2 separate regions of the Mus musculus genome follow, and region 2 is linked to region 1. A link is a contact called in public Hi-C data. All regions are on one chromosome and are shown on one strand. The core of a region is the stretch at or near the end of the contact, and the rest is flanking DNA. Distances in the headings are between cores, read along the strand shown.

What was found. A called contact is a pair of places that touch in the nucleus more often than the background predicts.
Region 2: a Hi-C map of uterus shows a contact between it and region 1, with 2.8 times the contacts expected there. The contact joins the enhancer-like site here to the promoter of Kcnj8 in region 1. A contact is called at or near these places in 6 of 39 promoter capture datasets (the 3T3-L1 cell line, embryonic stem cells, hippocampal neurons and 2 more), 7 of 484 Hi-C or Micro-C datasets (liver, nephron progenitors and uterus), 2 of 115 datasets of contacts at active chromatin or transcription factors (cardiomyocytes and embryonic stem cells) and 3 of 9 other capture datasets (adipose tissue, liver and pancreatic islet).

What each region holds. Positions count from the first base shown.
Region 1 is chr6:142,566,905-142,573,759 of GRCm38.p6, reverse strand. It overlaps Kcnj8 (potassium inwardly-rectifying channel, subfamily J, member 8), which reads left to right and starts at 2,146. Exons shown (of 3, transcript NM_008428.5): 1 at 2,146-2,576; 2 at 3,307-3,754. The coding sequence starts at 3,381.
Region 2 is chr6:142,666,525-142,673,127 of GRCm38.p6, reverse strand. Abcc9 (ATP-binding cassette, sub-family C (CFTR/MRP), member 9) reads left to right here. Exons shown (of 40, transcript NM_011511.2): 13 at 493-533; 14 at 1,445-1,587. Among named protein-coding and RNA genes, the nearest start is that of Abcc9, 32 kb to the left of the region's middle. Within about 2 kb of position 4,822, at least 23 of the 459 cell types and tissues checked have an H3K27ac peak or open chromatin away from gene starts, as enhancers often do. A contact at or near this core is called in adipose tissue, cardiomyocytes, liver and 1 more, where this site is marked.

The DNA of each region.
Region 1 (6,855 bases), core at 897-3,396:
ACGCGACCTGTCACCTGCTGGTTTACGGGTGCTTCCCGGATGCTGGTTAGATTCATTTCTGCTGTGCCAAGGCTCTTGCCCACATTTCATGGCTGTCTGCTTGTCTATGGAATGCCTTTTTTATTTTACCCCCTACTTTTCAATATATTCCAAATAGATCAAGTTTTTCAACTACTAGATTGGATACCAAACAATTCACAAATCTTCCCCTGGTATGTGAGTTTTCACTGCTTGGGACTCCATTACCATGGCATGCTTTGTATTTTTTTTTTTATTTATTTAACATTTAACATTTTTATCATTTATTTTCTGTGGGGTTTTTTTGTTTGTTTGTTTTGTTTTTTTGTTTTTGTTTTGGCTGTATGTATGTCTTTGCACCCAGTGTGTGCCTGATGCCTACAGAGGTAAGAAGTAGACATTAACTTCCCTGGAACTGGAGTTGCAGAAGGTTGTGAGCTACCCTGTGGGTCCTGGGAATTGAACCCTAGTCCTCCCGAAGAGCATTCAGTGCTCTTCACGACTGAGTCATCTCTCCAGCTCCTCCTTTCCTGTTTTGTTTATGTCCTTTATTGCGTCAGATCTTAGCAACATCACATCTCTGCCAGCACTGTCTGTCTCTTAAGATCATCAACACTGGCACAGATTATACATCCCTAGCTATCTAAACACAAACTACATGTTTAATAACCAGGCATAGTAGTTGGATACTTTAATCCCAGCACTCACGAGGTTGAGTCAGGAGGACTGCCTTGAATGTGAATCGTGTCTGGGCTACATAGTAAACTATCAGTCTGCCTGGGTTTCATAACAACTTCCTGTTTCAAAGGACAGCAATGAAATCACATAAGCACAGAGGAGTAGCCGTGTAGTTCAGTTGGTAGAGTGGTTGTCTATGCACAAGGTCTTAAACAAAACAAAACAAACCCCAGACATGATGGCACACACCTACGATCCCAGCACAAGGAAGATAGGCAGGAGGATTAGAAGTTCAGGGTCACCATAGGCTACACAGCAAGTTCGAGGCCAACTCAGAATATGTGAAACCCTGTCTTCTGAAAAAAAAAAAAAAAAGAGTTTAATGTTTTTGGTGTTAAATTAGTAGACAGTAAATTGCACAGCAAGGTGCACTTCAAACTGTATTTCAGTGGCAGAACTCACAGCACAAATGTTGTCTGCATGGCTGCTATGAGGCTACAACATGAATTACTGCAGAAAACAAAGGAAACAAAAAGAATCTCACTGACAGGACAGGCCCTCCAGAATGCAAGGGGTTAAGCAGATCTACCCACAGTGGAAAAAGGGAAGGGGGGCTCTTCATTTTCCTTCATTAAAGACTAATTTTAGGTCTTTCTAGTAAATTAACATGCTGTTTATACTTCGGATACTCCCGACCCTCAAGTCTTGGAAAACATAAAATTTCCAAGAATTAAAGTTTCCATTAATACAAACGCCAAAAGCAGGATGACCGGCGGGGGGGAAAAAAAGCACATTTGTTCCCCCACCCCCACCCCCGCTCCTTCTCAAAAGCTATAGAAAGACATTTACTGTATAATCTTTCTTGTGCGCAAGTGAGCAGTCTTATCATTCTTACGATCTAGACTGGAGGGAGAGGCCTGCGGCCAAGAGTCAAAACGGAGCCGCGACTGCGCCTGCCTGCCCCGAAGGCAGGTGTGGTGCTGGACTTTGCTTAGCCGTCCTGCTGGGTGTAAATTTTCTTTATTGGAAGAGACTGTTGATGGTGTTTTTGTTGTTAGTCTCTATCTTTGTTTCCCTTTTTGTTTCTTTTGTGTGACTTTAAGTGCCTGAAAACTGGTCTTAGTTGGTGAAATCGGTTTTTTTTCCGAAAGGATTTCAGCCCTCCCACCCCTCTATATTCTAACACGAATAGATTTACAAGTTCAGGGCAGGGACCCCACCCTCACCCCACGCTCACCCCACAATCACCCCACCCAAAACACCTACACTCTCTCTATCTGGTTTTATTTCATCTGAAGTAACCCAGTGATACCCCCCCCCCGCAAGTTACACTTTAAAAAATAATAAATTAAAATCTCTTTGCGTCAGTGAACTTGGGCTCAGAAAGTTCTCTGAGCAGCGAGCCTTTTAAAGATGTGTGTGCCGGTCTGGCAGCAGAATCCGGGCTACTGGGAACCGAGCTGGCTCGGCTGGTGCCTCCTCCCCCGGTGGTCCCTCCCTTCTGGCCGGCTCCCTGCCTCCCCGGCTCCCCCGACTGGCCTCCGCCTCCACTTTCCCCGGCTCGCTCGGAGGTCTGGCCCCAGCTAGGCGGCTGAGGAGCTGGCGGAGCATGGCCACTAGCACCTCTATCCCCAGCTCCTACCCCGCCCTCCCCGTGGCCCGGCAGCAGGAGGGGGGAAGCCAAACCCAACCCTCATCTTCCAGCCCTCCTCCCCGCGTGCACTATGGATCGCACCTTCTAGAGTCTTAACTCAGTTCTGGAGGACCAACATCCCCCGGATCTGCACTTCGGGAGGTCTCTGCTCCCGGGATGCGAGAGCCTGGGACCAGCCCGCCCTGTGCGGAGCTCAAGCCGCAGCCGGGAGCGCAAACCCGAGTCTGTAAGTTGCATCGCGCCTCCCGGGGAGAGGAGGGGAAGCCGGCTATAGCGCAGCCCAAAGCCAAACAGTCAAGGTGTACCCAGATTGGCTCGAGCTGTGCAAATCCACTGCAGACCTCAGCAGTGTCTCTAATCCCCGCGTCGCAAATTACTTTCCAGCATATAGTATGATATAGGTTCAGAGGGAGGGGCGGGGAGTCTGGCTGCCTTTTAAAACGCATCTCGTAAATCCTTCCAATTTAATATCAATCATTTTCAAGTTCGAAAACGCAATGTTTGGTATCTTTTAATTACAGTTAATATTTTCTTAATGAACAGGAAGCAGTTTTCTTCGCTGCTACTAAAAGAATCCCTCCATCTTTCCTTTTAACCTTGCTACTTTATCTAAATAGTTTAGCAAGTAGATAGTGAACCCACTTGGCCTTTAATTTTCGTCCTCAGGCTTGCCTGACTAATCCCGAGACACAAAAGAATATACAGAAAATGCTTAAAGATTTGCTTATAGCGGTTATTTCCAAGAGTGAGCAGGGAGGAGAGAGAGAGAGGGGGGGGGGGATTCCTCCGGTTCTGATCAAAAGTTTTCTCTGGGATCCCAGACCTCAGACACAAAGTGGGTTCTCTTTTGTATTGATCACATCTTTAATTTAATATGTGTGTAAAACAGCATCCCTTTGTACAGATACCTGAGACGAGGAAATGAAGTTGACAGTTTTTAATAAGCGTTTCTCTAGTCTAGGAGGACGCGTGTGGAGGAAAGGAGCCACAGGTTCAGGCAGGTGCATAGGCGGGCTATGGTGAAAGGAAGATGTTGGCCAGGAAGAGCATCATCCCGGAGGAGTATGTGCTGGCGCGCATCGCAGCGGAGAACCTGCGCAAACCGCGCATCCGCGACCGTCTCCCCAAAGCCCGCTTCATCGCCAAGAGCGGAGCCTGCAACCTGGCACACAAGAACATCCGAGAGCAAGGTCGCTTCCTGCAGGACATCTTCACCACCTTGGTAGACCTGAAGTGGCGTCACACGCTGGTCATCTTCACCATGTCCTTCCTCTGCAGCTGGCTGCTCTTCGCTATCATGTGGTGGCTGGTGGCCTTCGCCCACGGGGACATCTATGCTTACATGGAGAAAGGCACCATGGAGAAGAGTGGCCTGGAGTCCGCTGTCTGTGTGACCAATGTCAGGTAAGAATGAAATGGAGTTACCAGCAAAGTAGAAATAAAAAGCTCTTTCAGCTAGTCGATTGTGAAATAAAGGGTCTTCATTGGGCAGTTCAGAAACAAAAAGCAAATACAGGGTGCAGGGTTGAAGTTAGCACATTAAAGTCTTTGTAAATGTAGTTTTACCAACAGGTTTCTGAGAATGTGCGACTGCTTCTTTGTGCTGACCTTGGATGGGTTCAAAGAATTCCTGACTCCCCCCCCCCCAACAACAACAACAAACAACAACAACAAAAAAAAAAAACCACAGTTCGTTTTCACCACAAGGATGTCCAGTGTGCACCAGGAAATATTCCCAGTCCATCCAAAGCACTGTGCAAATACAAGAAATATTTTTTTTCTGTAAAGCAGTCTTAATTTTAAAATACACTAAAAATAAAATAACAGAAGTAAATAAAAGCCCTTCTTTATCAAGGTTATTTTGGCATCTCTGACAGATTTTTTTAGATTTAAAAAAATTAAAGCTTATTCTAAAATTTAGAAGAGAGAGTTGTAGTGAAAATTAGTCCAGATTTTCACAAACGGGGTTGAATAGACAGCAAGTGGATATTGAGGTCTCTTTCCAAAGCTTCCACAGAGCAGGAACAAGGCAGCTTTTAGGTTATCTAAATTTGACTTCTGCATTTAGGGATGCTTCAAAGTCAGCTAACACGCACTGGGGTTCCACGTCTCTCTTCTCTATTCCCAAGAGGCCCCAAACACTGCAATGGGGCAAACTTTTTAGTTTGTTTCTTTGGGTGGAGACATAATTGCTAAGGCAGAGAGACTGAGGGCGCTCCAGCCAGGCAGGAAAGGACTTCCAGCGGTCCTGGATCCTATAAAAGTAGCAGAGCATGGCATAGACACCCATAGCTGGGAGCAGAGCTCCTCATGATCTTACTTGCCCTTCCACTTGGCCAAGTAATTGCCAGGCCGACATGTCAAAGAGAGACATCACCTTAGACCACACACAGATTCCAGCTCAGATTTGTCATGAGAGCAATGTACTAGAAAGACCTGGGCTTTACCACTGGGCAGATAGGATTTTCTTTATTCAAGCTTTTGCCTCAACAACAATGAGAATAAGAACCCCAGGTGAGCAGACAACTAGGGACATGGAGAACAAAGTCCTCTCTGTGTTTAAATATTTCGGCTGTGTTTAAGAGATTTGATGCTGTAATGCTGAGTCTCTCTCATGGACTTACTGGCCTTGACTTGGCTGCTGAGGGCATTCATATTCAAACAAGGTTCCAGCAAACGGGAAAGAAAAAAGGTCCTGACAAAGAGAAGTAGGAAAAACGATCATGACAACCTTGAAAATAAACTAATTTTACTCAAGATGATCTATTGTCACTACCCATGAAAAATAACTTAGTAGATTTAAATATATATCATCAAAAAGGGATTATTCTTCCTAGGATGTCTTCTAGGAAGAGAATTCTATAGCATTCACTGGTCCCTAAAATCTGCTTCTTATGACTTCTTATCAAGCAAGATATTCTGAAGAGCATTTACTTCCTACATGCATTCCTAATGGTGTTGAGAGGTGAGAAATGGTGTCAACATTACAGTGAAGCAGCGGTGACTTTCTCAACAGCGCCAGCTTTTAAATCTCGCTCCTTAGCATATTTAAAGCTCATTCTCTTCCTAGAGAACTTTAAACATGCACAATTCCAACTGTTTACATTGCCAATTTGTTGTCAGGCAGCTTTGGTGTCAGGCAAATCATCAGATTCGGAAGCACCTTCCTCTCAGAGGCTGTCCACCAGTATTTCCAACATCCCTTGGTTGCTCTTACTTTAGGGTGGCTCACTTTCTCCTTTGTGCAAAGATGACTTTCCAAAGTGAGTCCGAAAATAGAAACTATGTTATTTTATGTTATTTTTCTCATTATTGTTCAGCTGATACCAGGCCCTCAGCCCTGCTCTATTGAAGGCTTTTTTTTTTTCACTTGAGATTTTTTTAGCAAGCGAGGTGTCCAGATAAGATTGGCTCTTATATTAGATAGAGAAATTGAATTCCATTTTAAAATAAACAATATGAAAACACAGTGCATGAACCGTCTCCCAAGCCATGGACAGACATTGGACTCTTCTCTCACATACAAACCAACATTAAAGCTCCATGTTATATGTGTGCCCTCTTCTGAGATCCATTTCTACTGTCTGTGCTATTGTCAGTCCATGCCACATATCTCGAAGTGTGTGGGTAGGGCAGAAGTCAGTTCTTACAGTTTTGCACAAACGCTTTTTCAGAGATAAAAGGCTCCTTTCCTACCCCCACTTGAAAGCTGATGGATGTGTACAGACTCACGCTCCTGGCTTCCTGCCAGAGGGCAGCGTGTATTGAGTGCTCAAAGTTCAAATGTTTTGTTCACTCATTGTGCCTGGCATTCATAGATAATATTTTGACAGACTGTAACATCTGGTTTCTCTCCTATGAAGTTAAAGAAGTGTGGAATTGGGGTTGAGTGTCAGGAATTGGGTCTGTGATGAAGTGCCAGCAATACTGGGTATGCAATCAGGCGAAGAATTTGCTAATAACAAAATGTGATTCTTCTCAGCCAGAGATTAGCAGAATTACCCAGGAGACTTTCTGAGACTCACTCAGGTCCAGGAGGAGTCCCCCCCCCCCCCAAACCCTTGTCTAATCGCTAAGATGGGAAGGGGATGTGCGACCACAAAACACCTTCCCAGGAAAATCCTGACACCGGCTGACTCTTTCCCCTTGCTCCTTTGAGAGCAGCAGGCCAGATCTAACAGGACTCATGGATGGAGTCATTACACAGACATAGTCTTGACAGAGTCACTTAGTAACCAACACTTGAAACTCCTTTAATAGTTTCCAAGTTCTCTGGGTCACATAGAAAACAAGATAATCAACCAAAAATTTCTCTTCTCCAAATGGAGAAATAACTCTCCTTATTAAAATACTGATGTTTTCTGGATGGTGTGTTTTATACCATGTTTTACCACTGTACTAAGTTTTGTAATCAGGACAATCAATCACTGGATAATGGCTATAATTCTAGAAGCTATAAATAATAAAACATTCAGCACTCAGTAGCTTCCACATGACTCAAGTCT
Region 2 (6,603 bases), core at 3,573-6,072, 97 kb before region 1:
AACCAAATTTTCATAACTTAAAATTAGTTCAGGAAACCAAAGGAAATATAACCTGTAAATGCTCTCAAAAATGCACATTTTACATATTGTAATGATTTGCACCATTAGAGGATTATTTTATCTGAATTCTGTTGCTTGGAACATTTAATAAGAAAAATTCATAATCCCAAAATAAAGAAAATTACTTTCTGTTTAAAATGTGTATGTGGGAGCACATACAACTGCAGATGAGGAGAAAGCCCCTGGGGACGATTGGCGAGTCCAGGCAGAGCACTCTGATTGCGCTCTGCTGTTCTTGTCTACACGGAGAGTAAAAGTAATAGTGGATGACTAAGTTAAGCGGGGAGAATTGTTTCCGAGGTCATTGATGGGGAGGGAATGGTTTTGTGTTCAGTGATGGGGTGGGGGTTGGAGGGAGGAAGAAAGGTTTCGCTGTCAGGAGGAGAATGGTTTCGAAGTCAGTGGTGTAACACGTCTGATTTCTTCCCACAGTCTTCATGAACGCAGCAATTCCCATCGCAGCTGTTCTTGCGGTAAGACACGTTTTCTTCCACTTAGAAACAGAAGTAGCTCAGTGCGCATGAATGACTTCCGGCAGAGAGTGTGTGGGCGGCCGTGACTGTTACTTCCCATGCCTCTTCCTTCTCCGCAGTTCCCAGTGGTTCTAGTCCGGATCGCTCAGCCATGACACCACGGTCACTTTGGTTTGGATAATTCTTTGCTGTAAGAGGAAACCCTTCGCATTAGTATAAACAGTGGTGTCCCTGGCTTCTACCCTACTAGATATCAGTACCTCTCCTAGCCAGGACAATAAAAATTATTCCCAAATGTAGGCAAATGTCCTTCTGGGATTAAAACTAGCAGTGGTTGTAACGTCTCCAACTTGATCATACCTGGTTCTCATACGTTCTTATAGCAAAATAGCTCATATTAGAAACCAGGATGGGTAAAATGATTCCCTTTCTCACTAACATGCGAAACTCAGCCTCAGGGTTTTTACCAGTGTGAATAGGTCTTCACTGGACTCCATGTGGAAGTGTTAATACAGATGCACAGCAGAGACCTTTGCATGCTAGACATTCTCTTTGCTTAGAATAGGGAGTTTGGGTTGCTTGGAACGTATCTGGCTGGATGTAGGGGACCCTGAGTTCTCTGTCCAGTTTATTCTTCTCTATATAGTAATTTGATAGAGGTCACTTTCCTATTCCATAAATAAGCCGATTTGTCTATCTCTCTAGTCTACTGCGAGGATCACGTGCAAACCGTTATGCCTTCACCAATAGCCAGTATTGTTTTAGTACTTCATACTGGCTATGAGTTTGGGCTGAAGTAATTCCTTCTCATGGTTTCAGTGGACCTGCCAGCACAGTAGGATTCGCTAGGTTCATTAAGTTGAGTGTCAGCATGCATACCACTAAATAAACCCCTTTGTATGTGTTTGCAGACATTTGTGACACATGCGTACGCCAGTGGAAACAACCTGAAGCCTGCAGAGGCCTTTGCCTCTCTGTCTCTCTTCCACATCCTCGTCACACCGCTCTTCCTGCTGTCCACGGTGGTCAGATTCGCAGTCAAAGCCATCATCAGGTATGAATTAGTCAGTCAGAGCTATCGTCAGGTGTGATTCACAGTCAAAGCCTTCATCAGGTGTGCACTAAACAGTCCTGGTTCCTTTGATTATTGATGGTATGATTAGTGCCTGATAAATTCACAAAAGTACGAAGGGAGCCATGAAAATGATGTGCAAAGATTCCCACTGTTAGAAGCTGATGATGTCAACACACAGTGTTTCATTTCCTACAAAATTCTTGTAGATTTGGGTTCTTTACTTTTTTCTTTTTTAAATCATTATATTTTTATTGTTTAAAACTATTTTCAATTTGAATATATTTTCATCATAGTCTTCCCCTTCCCTAGGAACTTCCAGATCCAAAAATCCATTACAACAACCCCCTCCCCAAAACCAGGAAAAATAAAACCAAATCACCACTCCCTCAAAGCACCAAACTATGAACAAATAAAAGACAGACAGACGCAACCCTATAGGTGGAACAACATTATGAACTAACCAGTACCCCGGAGCTCTTGACTCTAGCTGCATATGTATCAAAAGATGGCCTAGTCGGCCATCACTGGAAAGAGAGGCCCATTGGACACGCAAACTTTATATGCCCCAGTACAGGGGAACGCCAGGGCCAAAAAGGGGGAGTGGGTGGGTAGGGGAGTGGGGGTGGGTGGGTATGGGGGGCTTTTGGTATAGCATTGGAAATGTAAATGAGCTAAATACCTAATAAAAAATGGAAAAAAAAAGACAGACACACACACACACACACAACTGTGGAGTCCCTTATATGTTGGCCAACTACCCCTGAACACGAGAGGTCTATTCTGGAGTGGTTGATATACCCAAAGTCACGTTATTGGAGAAAGCTGATTTTCCCTTCCCCAGTAGGTATAAAGGAGAGTTCAGTTGTTCAGCTTTACCTCAGTGGCTCCGTTTCTATTTGTTCATTTTGTCCATTTGATTTTTTTAAAATAATAACAAAATAAAATATAATAAGATAAAACAAAAATTATTACATGGAACTCAGACAAGACAAACCAACAGAAGGGGAAGAACCCAAGAAAAGGCATAAGAAGAGACTCAGTCATTTGCACAGTCAGGGATCCCATAAAACACTAAACTGGAAACTTAATACGTACACAGAGGGTCTGGTGCAGACCTGTCTGGCCCTGTGTGTGCTGCCTCAGTCTCTGTGGGTTCATATTAGCTTTGCTCATGTTGATGTAGAGGCCTTGTTTGTGTGGTGTCCTCCATCTGCTCTGGCTCTTACACCCTTCTTCCTCCTCTTTCTCCTCTGGGGTTCCCTGAACTCTGAGGGGAGGGATTTGATGGAAACATTCCATTTGGGGCTGTGTTCCAAGATCTCTTGTTCTCTGCGCAATGTCCAGGCTGTGGGTTTCTACATTTGTTTTCACCTACTGCAGGAGAAAGATTCTTCTTACTAGCTATTCCACAGTCCACTCTTTAGAAACAATCACATTTATTGAATAATCGGCTTTTTATTGGGCACTTAGCACATCTTATTTCCCCCTAACATGTTTAATGTCAAGGCAGTGAAAAGCTCTGTTTGCCTTTGCAGTTTTCTCTGGTGGTTGGGTTAGGCCAGATTTCTATAAGTGATGGTGATAACTATGGTGGTACTTTAAAGGTTCATCATGAAGATGGTAATGGTGCTTTCTTTTGATGTGACACAGGTCAAAGCTTGCACGTATATTTAATATATTATCAATGTTACCATGATGTTTCCCACTGCAGCTGAACCAGTCTACAGGTGTACCAGCAGTAATGGGAGATTCCCAAACCAACAGAATAGGGTGCTTGGATTGTAGTTTAATCTGCCGGAAAAAAAAATTCTAGCTCATAGTCACTGAAAAAAGAAAGACTTGAAAACTGTTCATTTTCTCTTTTAAATATGCTTACAGCCAGGGTAGACTGCCTCGGTTATCATTTGCCGTGACGCGTGGCTACCAGAGCATGTGTTATGTGATGGTAACCATTTCCCATTTCTTCCCTTTGTACCATAGACACAAATATGTTGACAAGCCACACTGTGCTATCTGTGCCACCATCTGCTGTCCTAGACCATCTTATAAACAAGGCAATCTCGAAGTTGTATTTCATTCTCACTTAGCCATCTTGATATAGCTTATAGAATCCCAGCATGTGCTGCAGACAGCCTTTGCCACATTTGTATATGAGTTTTGAAAGAAATATCTATATGCCGTGACATCGAAGAAAACTTGAACACTTAAGGGTGCACTCTGCCATCGACAGCAATGTAGAACACTTCAAAATAATAATTTCCACAAGGCTCATGCGTTACTGAGAAACCTAGAGTTTTATGCTCAATACCTTGATTGTAGGCAGCAGTTTCTATGAACTTTTCAGTGACTAAATGCTTGATACCTCACTACGCAGGTGACTCTATCCTGGAAAGGGCCAAGTGGGGGGGGGATGGTATCCTAACAGAGCGTCAGTCCTCTTCTCTGAACCAGGCTTTCAGTAATTGTTCATAAGCTCTTGGACTTTAGAGTTCAGACCCTCTGGCCTCAGCTACCTTCCTTTTCGCTCTCATTGTTCTGTCTTAGCGATGGCTTGCATAGATCACTGACTGAAGTCCCGAAGTCATGCTTCCAAATTAGGCCACACTCTGGCAGGGAAGCTGCTTCAGACGATAAAATTGATAAATGGCCAGAGTCTTCTATTTTGGTCCTTATTTTCATTTTCTCTATTTAATGGGCACCCCTTCCAGGGTTGCAGTCTTAATTAATTGAAACTTGACTTTGCGCTAGAAGTTGAAGTAGAAAGCAGCCTATAACTTACAACATACCATGGCTCTGGAAGAAGGAGCTTGCCAAACATTAAAAGGACTTTGAGAGTTGATTTGAGAAAGATAAAAGGGCTCTTCTTCAAACCCACAGTATACAATCCTGGTAATAAATCCTAGTGAGGTGGAAGGTGGATATTACCCTCTGTGAGTTTATCATAGCCCTCCCACTCTATCCCTCTTGGGGAAAAGGCATTTGCCAGGCTGATAAAGCCCAGCATACTTTAGGGCCCCAGGCCAGCTTGAGGCCAAACAGAATGTGCTTCTAAAAGCTCTCTTCTCTAAAATAACGTTCTGGGTTGATTTGCAGGTCCTACAGAGGTGGTGGGTCAACAGAAGTGGCCAGATATTTTTCCCACTGGGTACTAGTTCTGGGAACCCAAACAAGCGTTTTCCCAGTGTGGACTGGCCTCTGCATTTGCTTCAGTGCCTGGGAACCCGTGACTAGTCTCAAATGCCAGTTGGCCAGCAGTGAGCTGAGCTGCCTGTTTATAATTGGAGACTAAGACTTCAGTCAGCTGATTTTGAAATATCTCTTCAGGGCTCTTAGAAGTTATACACTCTTTACTGGGCTCGTAAGCGCATTCAGAAGTGTGGTGTGTTAGAATGGGCTGAAGCAAACTCATAGCTCTGTTCTGTGTGCATGAGGAAGCTTGGAAGCTCTTCGCCTGAGGAAACTCAGTGCCATGAGGAGTTCCCTGCTCCAGGTCAAGCCCTAGGCTTTCTTTTCAAACAGTTCAGATCAGTAGCCAGGTGCCCTTGTCACAGTCACAGAGTGGAACATGTGCACACAGACACATGCCACGCACCTGTTGTTATGTTTATAACAAACTGGGACAAAGAGGCAAATTTTATTTGGCACAGGATGTCTTGGCACAGCCTCAACCCACCCACACTGTGAGTTTTAGGGCAAAGTGCCACAAAACAGACTAAAGAGAAGTCACTTGTCACTTAAAACCTGACTGCAGTTCCAGGGAATCCAAACACCTTCTTCTGGCCTCTGCAGGTACCAGGCATACAGGTGGTACACGGAAGTACATACAGGCAAAACACCCATACACATAAAATTAAAATAAAAAAATAAAATTCTTATAAAAAAGAACAGGGAGGGTGATATATCCTCGGAGTCCCAGCACTTGGGAGGTAGAGGCAGGAAGACCAGGAGTTCAGGGTTCCCCTCTGCTACATACTGAAGTTAGGCCATCTTGGGTTACCCGAGATCCTGCCCTAAAAACAAAAACTAGTCGAATAAGAGTGTTTTTTCCCATAATGCTAAAGTTACTTTACTTCCATAGAAATAATTTATGTGTTTTCCCTTCTGGAGTAGAATATGTAGTATTCCTTGTAGGCATTTGGTATTTGGTGTGTAATGCAGTAACTATGTCCAAAGATGTTATTTGCCAGAGGAGAAAATTGTTATTAAAGAAATCTCTCATTTCCAAGTAGCAACAACAACACCAAGAACAATTTTGTCTTTCCTCTCATGTGCCTCTCGGAGCTGTTTCTGCTTGGCAAGTCTCCCATATCACCATCTGTAAAAGAAATAGTTATTGATAGCTATTATCAGGCATGCTTATACCTTGGCCAGGTCTCTGTATTACAAATGACAAGGCTTCATAACCACTATCAAAAACTATGCAACTATCAGTCACACAATTGGTTATTCTGCATTAATGTAACACCTGTCCAAGGGTTTCAAGTCCTATTTGAGGGGTTGAAGGGATGAGTCAGTGGTTAAGGCCACACAGTGATCTTCTAGAGGACTCAAGTTAAGTTCCCAGAACCCATGTCAGAAGGCTCGCCATTTCTAGTTAGTCCAGCTACAGGGAATCTGATACTCTCTTCTATTCTCCCTGCATTCACATACACGCAACTTTAACAGATGCGTAGTAAAAATCAGAATAAATATTAAAAAACCAAAGTAGTATTTGAGAAGTGAGCAGGTGAATTTGTATAAATACAACTGTAAGCACATTTTTCAATTATCTGAACAGATGAGGCATTAGCAAAAGACTGCCCCTAACAGTGGTGAAGGCAGGCTAGCAAACTGACTTGTATCAGACATGCCTACATTCAAACTCTAGGCATAGAGTACGCGTTCAATGTCATGTGTGCTGTTGTCTGCTTGTATCTGGGGCTCAGTTTATCAAATGAATAACATTGTCTGCTTCTGAAGACTGAAAAAAGCTAGACAGTGCATAGAAATGGCCCA